3 separate regions of the Mus musculus genome follow, and all the other regions are linked to region 1. A link is a contact called in public HiChIP or PLAC-seq and Micro-C data. All regions are on one chromosome and are shown on one strand. Each heading gives the region's core, a stretch centred on a gene start, on an enhancer-like site or on the middle of the called end of the contact. The rest is flanking DNA. Distances are from core to core; before and after follow the strand shown.

Region 1 (2,700 bases), core at 94-2,593:
TTTTCCAGGCTGCCAGCAGGCCCTACAAGTTTCTAAGCTTGCCTGGACCTACAACCAATTCTTTAAAGTTTCTTTCCCTCAGGAACTGGGAGAGATAGCTCCGTAGGTAATGTGCTTGCCAGTCAAACATGAGGACCAGAGTTTGGTGCCTATTCACGACAAGAGCATATAGAATCCTAGGGAGCCTTTGGTCCTAGTAAGAGATTGCCTTGAGGAACAAGGTCAAACTTCAGTTGTGGCTCTCAGGTTCTGGCTCTGCCTTCCCTCTGGTATTTGTACAGTTTCAGTTTCTCAAGAGAATCGGACAGCATAGGACTATTAGTCATGCATACAACGCTGGAAAGTCTCTCTCTCTCTCTCTTTCTCTCTCTCTCACACACACACACATTCATGCATGACCAATTGGTCACCAACGATATAGGGCAGACCTGTGCCAGATGGTGCAAATAGGCATTGCTGTGTAGAGACAGACTATTAAGAGAAGCCACAAACAAACAAAAATAAATATGGTGTTCACAGTCAAGCTTCAAGTGACAACCCAAATCCAACTTGGCAAATCTCTGGGAAGCAAGTAGGCTAACAGAGTAATATAAACAAGAAAATATTCCTTTAAGCTGATAAGCTACCCACAAAACATTCTCACGAAATTTAAACTTTGTGTCGCGGCAAAGGCCCTTTAGTGCCATACAAAACTTGGACATCTATTCATCGTTGTGTAATACATGCAAGCTTTTCTGGGAAGACTTCATGAGGAACCTCCTATACTTTTGAATGTCTTCCCACGGACTGGAAAGATGGCTCACTGGTTAAGAGCACTAGTTGCTCTTGCTGAAGACCGGGGTTTGGTTATCATTGCCTACATGGAAGCTTGCAATCGTCGGAGGTCCTCTTCTGACTTCTACATGCATCAGGCACATGTGGCTCACACACATAAATACAGGCAAAAAACTAAGTGAACATGAAAAAAAGTTTAAAATTTTTTCATCTCACTTGATTTTTCCTAACAGATATTCGTAAAAAAGTAATCTGGGCTAGAAGGGAACTAAAAAGTTTCAAAGTAACGGTCGCTGAACGGTGACATCCAGTACAGCGCTGCGGTAAACGCCATCTTTGCCAAATTCCCACGAGCTGCTCGGCGCGCTGCCCTGACGTCACGGTGCTAGGGGCGGAGCGTGGGGTAGCAAGGCTTCCCGAAGGGGCTGAACGAGGCGGGGCGGGGTCTTGTGAAGGGGCGGAGCCTAACTCGTCGAGGGGCGGGACAGGGCGCGGTGTAGGAGGGGCGGGGCCGCGAGCTCTCCGCCCGGGGTCTGGCGTTTATAGCTCCGCGCTGGCCGGCCCGTGGCGACTGCAGTGTTCGGGGTCGCGATGTCAGGGCAGCAGGAGCGTGCAGAGCGGCAGCGAGAGGAACTGAGCGCGTCGGCCTCGCCGCCCTCCCGCTTCGTGCTGGGGCTGGACGTGGGCAGCACGGTGATCCGCTGCCACGTCTATGACCAGACGGCGCGAGTGCGAGGCTCCAGCGCGCAGAAGGTGACTAGGCGCGGCGGGAGGGTCTCGGGATCTGACTGCACCCTAGCTCTTCCTGCACCTCTGGGGGGCTCGGGCCGGCGTGGCCCGGTGTCTGTCTCTCGCTTCCTGTCCCGCGGGACTCAGCGCTCTAGCTTTACCTGGGTGGAACCGAGGTGACTCTCGGGGCAGCGCGGGCAGATTGTGTATATGTGGACAGAAGGTGGTTAGTGATTTGCGTGGTTTTTCTGCACTTCCTCGTCGACCTTTTATGCCTTTTAGCTCTTCAGATTTTGATGGAATATAAAACTGTGGGTTTTTTTTTTTCGGTTGTGTTATTTAAACAATTCGTTGCATTTATTATTTGTGTATCTGTGTGTGCTCGCGTGCTATATGGCACACATTTAGGAGTCAGAGGACAACTTTCTTGGGCATCGGTTTTCTCCTTCCACCATGTTGGCCCGGTCCCTAGGATTGAACTCAGGTCTTCAGGCTTGGCAGAAGTACTTTTACCGCCAAGCCACCTTACTGGTTGCGTTCGTAAAAGTGCTAGGTCCTCACATTAACATTTAACTTCCATGGATATTGGAGACACTGAGCACATTTTGAAAGCTTTGTTATCCTTATTTCTTTCCATCTTTGAGAATTCATTAAAAAGTATCTTCTGGCTTGAGAAGCCTGCCAAAGCATTGGTTGGTCTTTGTTAGCAAAGCCTTAAACCTCAGATGATACTAGTTAACAGCCAACCCCCATTTTAATAAAGCGCTAATTTCTATACAGTGGTCAATGCAGTTGATTGAGTGTAGTGTTCTTATTTACTCCTTTAAATACTAGCATTTTCTAATGTTTAAAATATTAGCGAAGGGATATGAGAGCCATTTAACTTCTTCCTTACAGCACTGGGCTCCCCCCTTTTTTCCCTGTGCTATCCTACATCGACTAGGGTAAAAGTTAAGTAGTGACTGCCTTAAGAATTTACTTTGAGGAAATAGACTAGACGTTCCCTTCAGGGATCTGAGCTAGGAGGTGAGTTGCAGCAACTGCGCTGCTCGCTCTCTCTCTGGCCAGCTGTGTCGGAACACTGCCCACCCACTCAGTCCATCCCTGTCCCAACCTTTAAGGACAGGTCTAAGGCACATACTGAGCTCTTGTCGTATTGCAAGTCTTTATCACAAACACAACGATACTTCTTAGTTT
Region 2 (2,700 bases), core at 22-2,521, 48 kb after region 1:
CTCCAGTTTTTCCAGTTTCTCCTGTTGTTTCCATTTCTTTTGAGTCAATCCAAATGAGTTCATATTTTTATTATACTTTTTGTTTCTAAAGTCCTCAGTCAGCTGTCTTCATATATTCTATTTTCTTTTTTTTTTAATTGAGAAAGGATTTTTTTAAGATTTATTTATTTATGTATATGAGTAAACATTGCTCTCTTTAGACACACCAGAAGAGGGCATCAGACCTCCCATCACAGATGGTTTTGAGCCACCATGTGGTTGCTGGGAATTAAACTCAGGACCTCTGGAAGAACAGTCAGTACTCTTAAGCACTGAGCCATCTCTGCAGCCCCAAAGGATTTTTGTTAAATATTTATTTTTATTTTATGTGTATGCTTGCAACATATACTTGGGCCCCTCAGTAGCCAGAAAAAGGCATCAGATCCCCTTGAGCTGGAATTATAGCCAGTTGTGAGCTGTCATGTGGGAGCTGGGAATTGAACCCGCATCCACCAGAAAAGCAGCCAGTGGGGTGTTTGTTTATTTGTTTGTTTTGTTTGTTTGTTGATTTTTCAAGACAGGGTTTCTCTGTCTAGTGGTGGCTGTCCTGAAACTCACTTTGTAGGTCAGGCTGACTTCTGATTCAAAAAGATCTGCATATATCCCTGTGCTGGGGGATTAAAGGCGCCTGTCACCACCCCCTGCCGCAGCCACTGCTCTTAGTGCAGCTCTGTCCCTCCTCTGTTCCTTTGCTAGGCTCCTGCCTTTGGTTTTAAGTCTGAGAAGCAGACCGTGGCTGTTTGTTGTTTTCAAGTTTTTCTCTGATCTTAATGTCTGAGGTATCTTGGGCTTTATAAATACCTATTCTCTTGCAAAGGATTAAGAAAATTAACCAATTTTAAGGTGTTTCTGACATTAGGCTATTTATGAGACTCCTGTTTAAATCCTCTGGGGAATTTTGATATTGTAAGTTTTTCTTTCTTATATTAATGTCTTATTTATTTTCTGCTTACGAATGCTTTGCCTGTGCCCACAGAGGTCAGAAGAGGGTGTTAGAACCGGAATGAGTGGGAAGCGCCATGTTATCTGGGAACTGAACCCAGGTCACCTACAAGAGCAAAAAGTGCTTTCAACCACTGAGCCATCCCAGCTGCCCCTTAAGTTGTTCTTGTAGGCAGTCCATTAGGATGGGCTGAGAAGGCAAACGCCCCACTGCCCTTGGGTTGTTTCCATTGTCCTTTCTGTTTTCCAAGCTTTTGCTCTGCTGTTTGGCTCTGTCACTCAGTAGTGCCACCTGGTGGCCAGTCTTGGAAGTGTTCTGCCTAGAGAGTCGTTCAGTGATTGGTTTATCTGTGCTCACATCTTCTTTGTTTGGGCAGTCTTTGAAAAAGATCATTACAAGGTAATGATCTTGAATGCCGCTTTTCAGGGGTCCCCCTGATAGTTTGGCAGGGGCTGCGCCCTGGTGTCCTGGCTATGCAGTGTGCATTAGTCTCTGCTGAACACGTTCCTTCTGTCTGCATGGCAGAGGAGAGAGGGAGGGAGGGAGGAAGGAAGCCTTTTCCATGTGCCCTTGACCTGACATTGTTTTCCCTACTGTTTTTCCCTTTGAAATTTTGAAAATATTTTTTCTCTTGTAATCTATCCTGAATACAGTTTCCCCTTGAATGAAAACACTGAGGACATGAGCGCTCCTAGGTATGGGTTAAGAAGGTTTATTGTAGATAAATGGAAGAGTGCAGCCAGAGGCATCTAAAAGGGTCCAGATTGAACCTGGCCTTGAGATGAGAGAGGTAGGGGGAGGAGGAGATAAGAGAAGAGGGGGCAGAGCAAGATGAGTCACAGACCTGGGGGGGGGGTAGAGACTGTGCAGCCAAGATGGCTGGAGGAAGGGCAATGACACCAGGGGCTGGAGAGTTGAGAGTAGGAGCGGCAGGTGCTGAGGTGCCAGGCCTCTATCACAGGGATGGACTGAGGGAGGCTGGCAGCCAGAGTCCTCAGCCATTTGTCGGGGTTTGAGAACCAAAACCTCTCCCTTTCCGCTTTCCATCTCCTCTCCTCCTGTCCTATCTATCCCCTTTCTCTCCTTAGAAAACACTCAGCAGGGCAGTGGTGGCTCACACCTTTAATCCCAGCCTTTGGGAAGCAGAGGCCAGCCAGTATCCTCTACAGATTGAGTTCCAGGACAGGTAGGAATACAACAGAGAAATCTTGTCTTTTAAAAAAAAAACATTTAAAAAAAAAAAAGAAAGAAAAAAAAAGGAAAGAAAAGAAAAAAGAAAATGGTTTTCTAAGAGATAATAAAGTATAAAAACAAAAGTTCCATATTAAAATTGGACAAGACGTGGCTGGTGAGGTGGCTCAGCGGGTAAGAGCACCCGACTGCTCTTCCGAAGGTCCTGAGTTCAAATCCCAGCAACCACATGGTGGCTCACAACCATCCGTAACAAGATCTGACTCCCTCTTCTGGAGTGTCTGAAGACAGCTACAGTGTACTTACATATAATAAATAAATAAATCTTTAAAAAAAATTGGACAAGACAAACAGAAGGAATAATCTAAAAGAAGGCATAAGAATCAGAAACCCACTTGTTGGGGCACTCAGGAATCCCATTAAAAGCACTAAACTGAAAGCTGGGATTAATGTACTTAGCTAGATGCCTAGCTTTGATCTTGCATGTCTTATCTTGATTATAAAAATTAAACATGATTTTTATTTTT
Region 3 (2,700 bases), core at 199-2,698, 52 kb before region 1:
CTATCACCATATAGACTGTCTGTGCCCTAGTGTAGAGGACCAGAGGAATCTAAATCCCAGGCCTGGCCCTGCTGCTTCCTGGCTCAGAGCTCATCAGGAAGACTTCATTGCCAATCATAGTGTCTTTCAAATTTTTTAAGTGATAAAATATTTTTAAAGTATGACTGAAGGAATCACTCTATTAGATGAAGTAAATCGAAACCTAGCTGACTTGGAGGCAGAGCATCGACCCAGCTCTCATACTGGCTTGCACTGATATAACCTTGGGGAATGGACTCCATACAGTTTTCATAGCCATAGCTCTCCCCATTGTTATGTAAACACGGACGTTCTTTCTGTGTCCTACAAAATGTTTGTTAAATATTTTATTTCTGTCTTCCAGCCTAGACACCCCTACACTACATACTGGGTTGCAGCTCTCCATACTCACTGCAGTTTGCTGTTTTCCAATCCCTACTGAGGTTGGGATTCTCGGATCAGGACCTTCACCCCTTTCAGCCATAGCTTTCCATGTGTCTTTCTTTGATGGACAGGGAGATTCCATGTCTATGCCATATAAAAGATATTTTTTTAATAAAAGAATTTTTGCTTTCACTGCTTTTTCTGTCTTCAACAACCTACTTTTTTTGTTTTTATTTCCTTACTGATAGCTTTAAGCTGAATTTACTTTTCCTATAGAGACGAATGGTATTGGCATAAAAACGGACACGATAATCAATGGAATCAAATAGAAGACACAGACATAAATCCACACACCTTTAGACACCTGATTTTTGATAAAGGAGCCAGAAATACACACTGTAAAAAAAAAAAAAAAAGACAGCATTTTAAAGGGGGTTGATCTAACTGAATGTAGAAGAATTCACACCTATCCATATTGATCACCCCACACAAAACTCAAGTCCTATTTGATCAAAGACCTCAACATAAAACCAGATACACTGAATCTGCTAGAAAAGAAAGTGGGGAATGGCCTTGAACATGTTGGCACAAGAGACAACTTTCTGAACAGAACACAGCACAGGCACTAAAATCAACAATTAATAAATGTGACACCATGAAACTGAAAAGCTTCTACAAGGCAAAGGACACTGTCAGAAGGACAACACAGCAGCCTACAGATTGGGAAAACATTTTTACAAACTCCACTTCCAATATAGGACTAATATCCAAAATATATAATGAACTCAAGAAACTGGCTATCAAAACAAAACAAAAACAAAAACAAATAATCTAATTTTAAAGTGGGTTACAGATATAAACAGAATTCTCAATAGTTGAATCTGAAAAGGCCAAAATACTTAAAAGAAATGTTCAACATTCTTAGGGAAATGCCAATCAAAACTACTTTGAGATTGTAGTGGTCTGACCCGCCACCTCCCAGAACAGCTGTAGCCATTCTGTTCCATGCCTGCCAGCTGTTTCATATTGTTTCTGTAATATGCCTGGTAGTCACTGACACCGAGAAGTGACTTAGCTCAAGGGCATGATGACCATATTTCCTGTTTTGTTCTGTGTGCTCTGCTGAATGTTTCTCTCTCTCTCTCTCTCTCTCTCTCTCTCTCCTCTCCTCTCCTCTCTCTCTCTCTCTCTCTCTCTCTCTCTCTCTCTCTCTCTCTCTCTCTCTCTCCAGTCCAAAGGTTTATTTATTTATTATATGTAAGTACACTGTAGCTGTCTTCAGACACACCAGAAGAGAGCATCAGATCTCTTTACAGATGGTTGTGAACCACCATGTGGTTGCTTGGATTTGAACTCAGGACTTTAAAAAGAGCAGTCAGTGCTCTTAACCACTGAGCCCTCTCTCCAGCCCATTCTGAATGCTCTGATGAGGTTTGATAATCTTAAGAAATTCCACAAAGCTTTACATAGTACCCATCAAATCAAAGGTCAATATGAACTATTATGTCTAAAAGATCTTGAATCAGCGCTGACCACTGGAAAGCCCTTCCTGCACCTTCCTAGGAGCTCACTGTGGCTTTTGTGGCTGACACTGAAGAATGCTACTAATAAGCCCAAAAGTTATGATTATAATACTCATGCTCTGTTATCTCGATGTTCTGAAATTCCCTTGCTCACCATTCATCCACCCCACCCCTTACCTTACTCAGGACCAACTTAAAGGTTTGCTGATAAGACTTTGCCTAGTAAACCAGCTGCTCCCCTCCTTGCCCTTTAAAGTTTTGAACCTGATTTTTCCTATAAAAAGCCTACCCTGAGAGATGGCGAGTACCACAACTAGGCTTCCCGGTCCTTTTTGCAGTCCTGAAGAGTCAGTATCAGGGTGTACATTCAATAAATGATTCTTGCTTAACTGAGATCAGTGTTTGTTTGATTTGATTCCTGAACTCCAACACAGATTCCATCTTACACGGGTCAGATGGCTAATATCAATAACACAAGTGAAGCTCACACTGGCCAGAGTATGGAACAAGAGGAACACTCCTTCACTGCTGGTAGAAGGACAGTCACTGTGGAAATTAATGTGGTGGTTCCTAAGAGAACTGGGAATTGATCTACCTAAGACCCAACTATACTACTCTTGGGAAGAAGACTGCTTCATCCTATTACAAGGCTGCACACATGCTCAGCCATGTTCATTGTGACTTTAATCATAATAACCAGAAACCGGAAACAACCTAGATGGCCCTCAACAGAAGAATGGATAGACAAAATATGGTACTTTACACAATGGAGTGC

What was found. Hi-C and Micro-C count contacts between places; a contact is called where the count stands out from the background. HiChIP or PLAC-seq counts read pairs in DNA pulled down with a chosen protein or histone mark.
Region 2: an H3K27ac HiChIP or PLAC-seq map of embryonic stem cells shows a contact between it and region 1, with 13 read pairs. The contact joins the enhancer-like site here to the promoter of Gk5 in region 1. A contact is called at or near these places in 1 of 39 promoter capture datasets (the HPC-7 cell line), 3 of 15 datasets of contacts at CTCF or cohesin (the NIH/3T3 cell line, embryonic stem cells and pro-B cells), 10 of 484 Hi-C or Micro-C datasets (the HPC-7 cell line, Sertoli cells, double positive thymocytes and 6 more), 5 of 115 datasets of contacts at active chromatin or transcription factors (the SCID.adh cell line, embryonic fibroblasts, embryonic stem cells and 1 more) and 3 of 9 other capture datasets (adipose tissue, liver and pancreatic islet).
Region 3: a contact with region 1 is called in a Micro-C map of muscle stem cells, with 3 times the contacts expected there. The contact joins the enhancer-like site here to the promoter of Gk5 in region 1. A contact is called at or near these places in 2 of 39 promoter capture datasets (the HPC-7 cell line and macrophages), 1 of 15 datasets of contacts at CTCF or cohesin (the NIH/3T3 cell line), 12 of 484 Hi-C or Micro-C datasets (the HPC-7 cell line, adipose-derived mesenchymal stem cells, cortical neurons and 7 more), 4 of 115 datasets of contacts at active chromatin or transcription factors (embryonic stem cells, intestinal villus epithelium and kidney) and 1 of 9 other capture datasets (adipose tissue).

Annotation. Positions count from the first base shown.
Region 1 is chr9:96,118,086-96,120,785 of GRCm38.p6, forward strand. Gk5 (glycerol kinase 5 (putative)) reads left to right here and starts at 1,344. Exons shown (of 16, transcript NM_001368879.1): 1 at 1,344-1,527. The coding sequence starts at 1,366.
Region 2 is chr9:96,166,065-96,168,764 of GRCm38.p6, forward strand. The region is part of intron 11 of Gk5 (glycerol kinase 5 (putative)); the gene reads left to right. Among named protein-coding and RNA genes, the nearest start is that of Tfdp2, 29 kb to the right of the region's middle. Within about 2 kb of position 1,272, at least 23 of the 459 cell types and tissues checked have an H3K27ac peak or open chromatin away from gene starts, as enhancers often do. A contact at or near this core is called in Sertoli cells, embryonic stem cells and trophoblast stem cells, where this site is marked.
Region 3 is chr9:96,066,298-96,068,997 of GRCm38.p6, forward strand. No RefSeq gene overlaps it. Among named protein-coding and RNA genes, the nearest start is that of Gk5, 52 kb to the right of the region's middle. Within about 2 kb of position 1,449, at least 2 of the 459 cell types and tissues checked have an H3K27ac peak or open chromatin away from gene starts, as enhancers often do. A contact at or near this core is called in muscle stem cells, where this site is marked.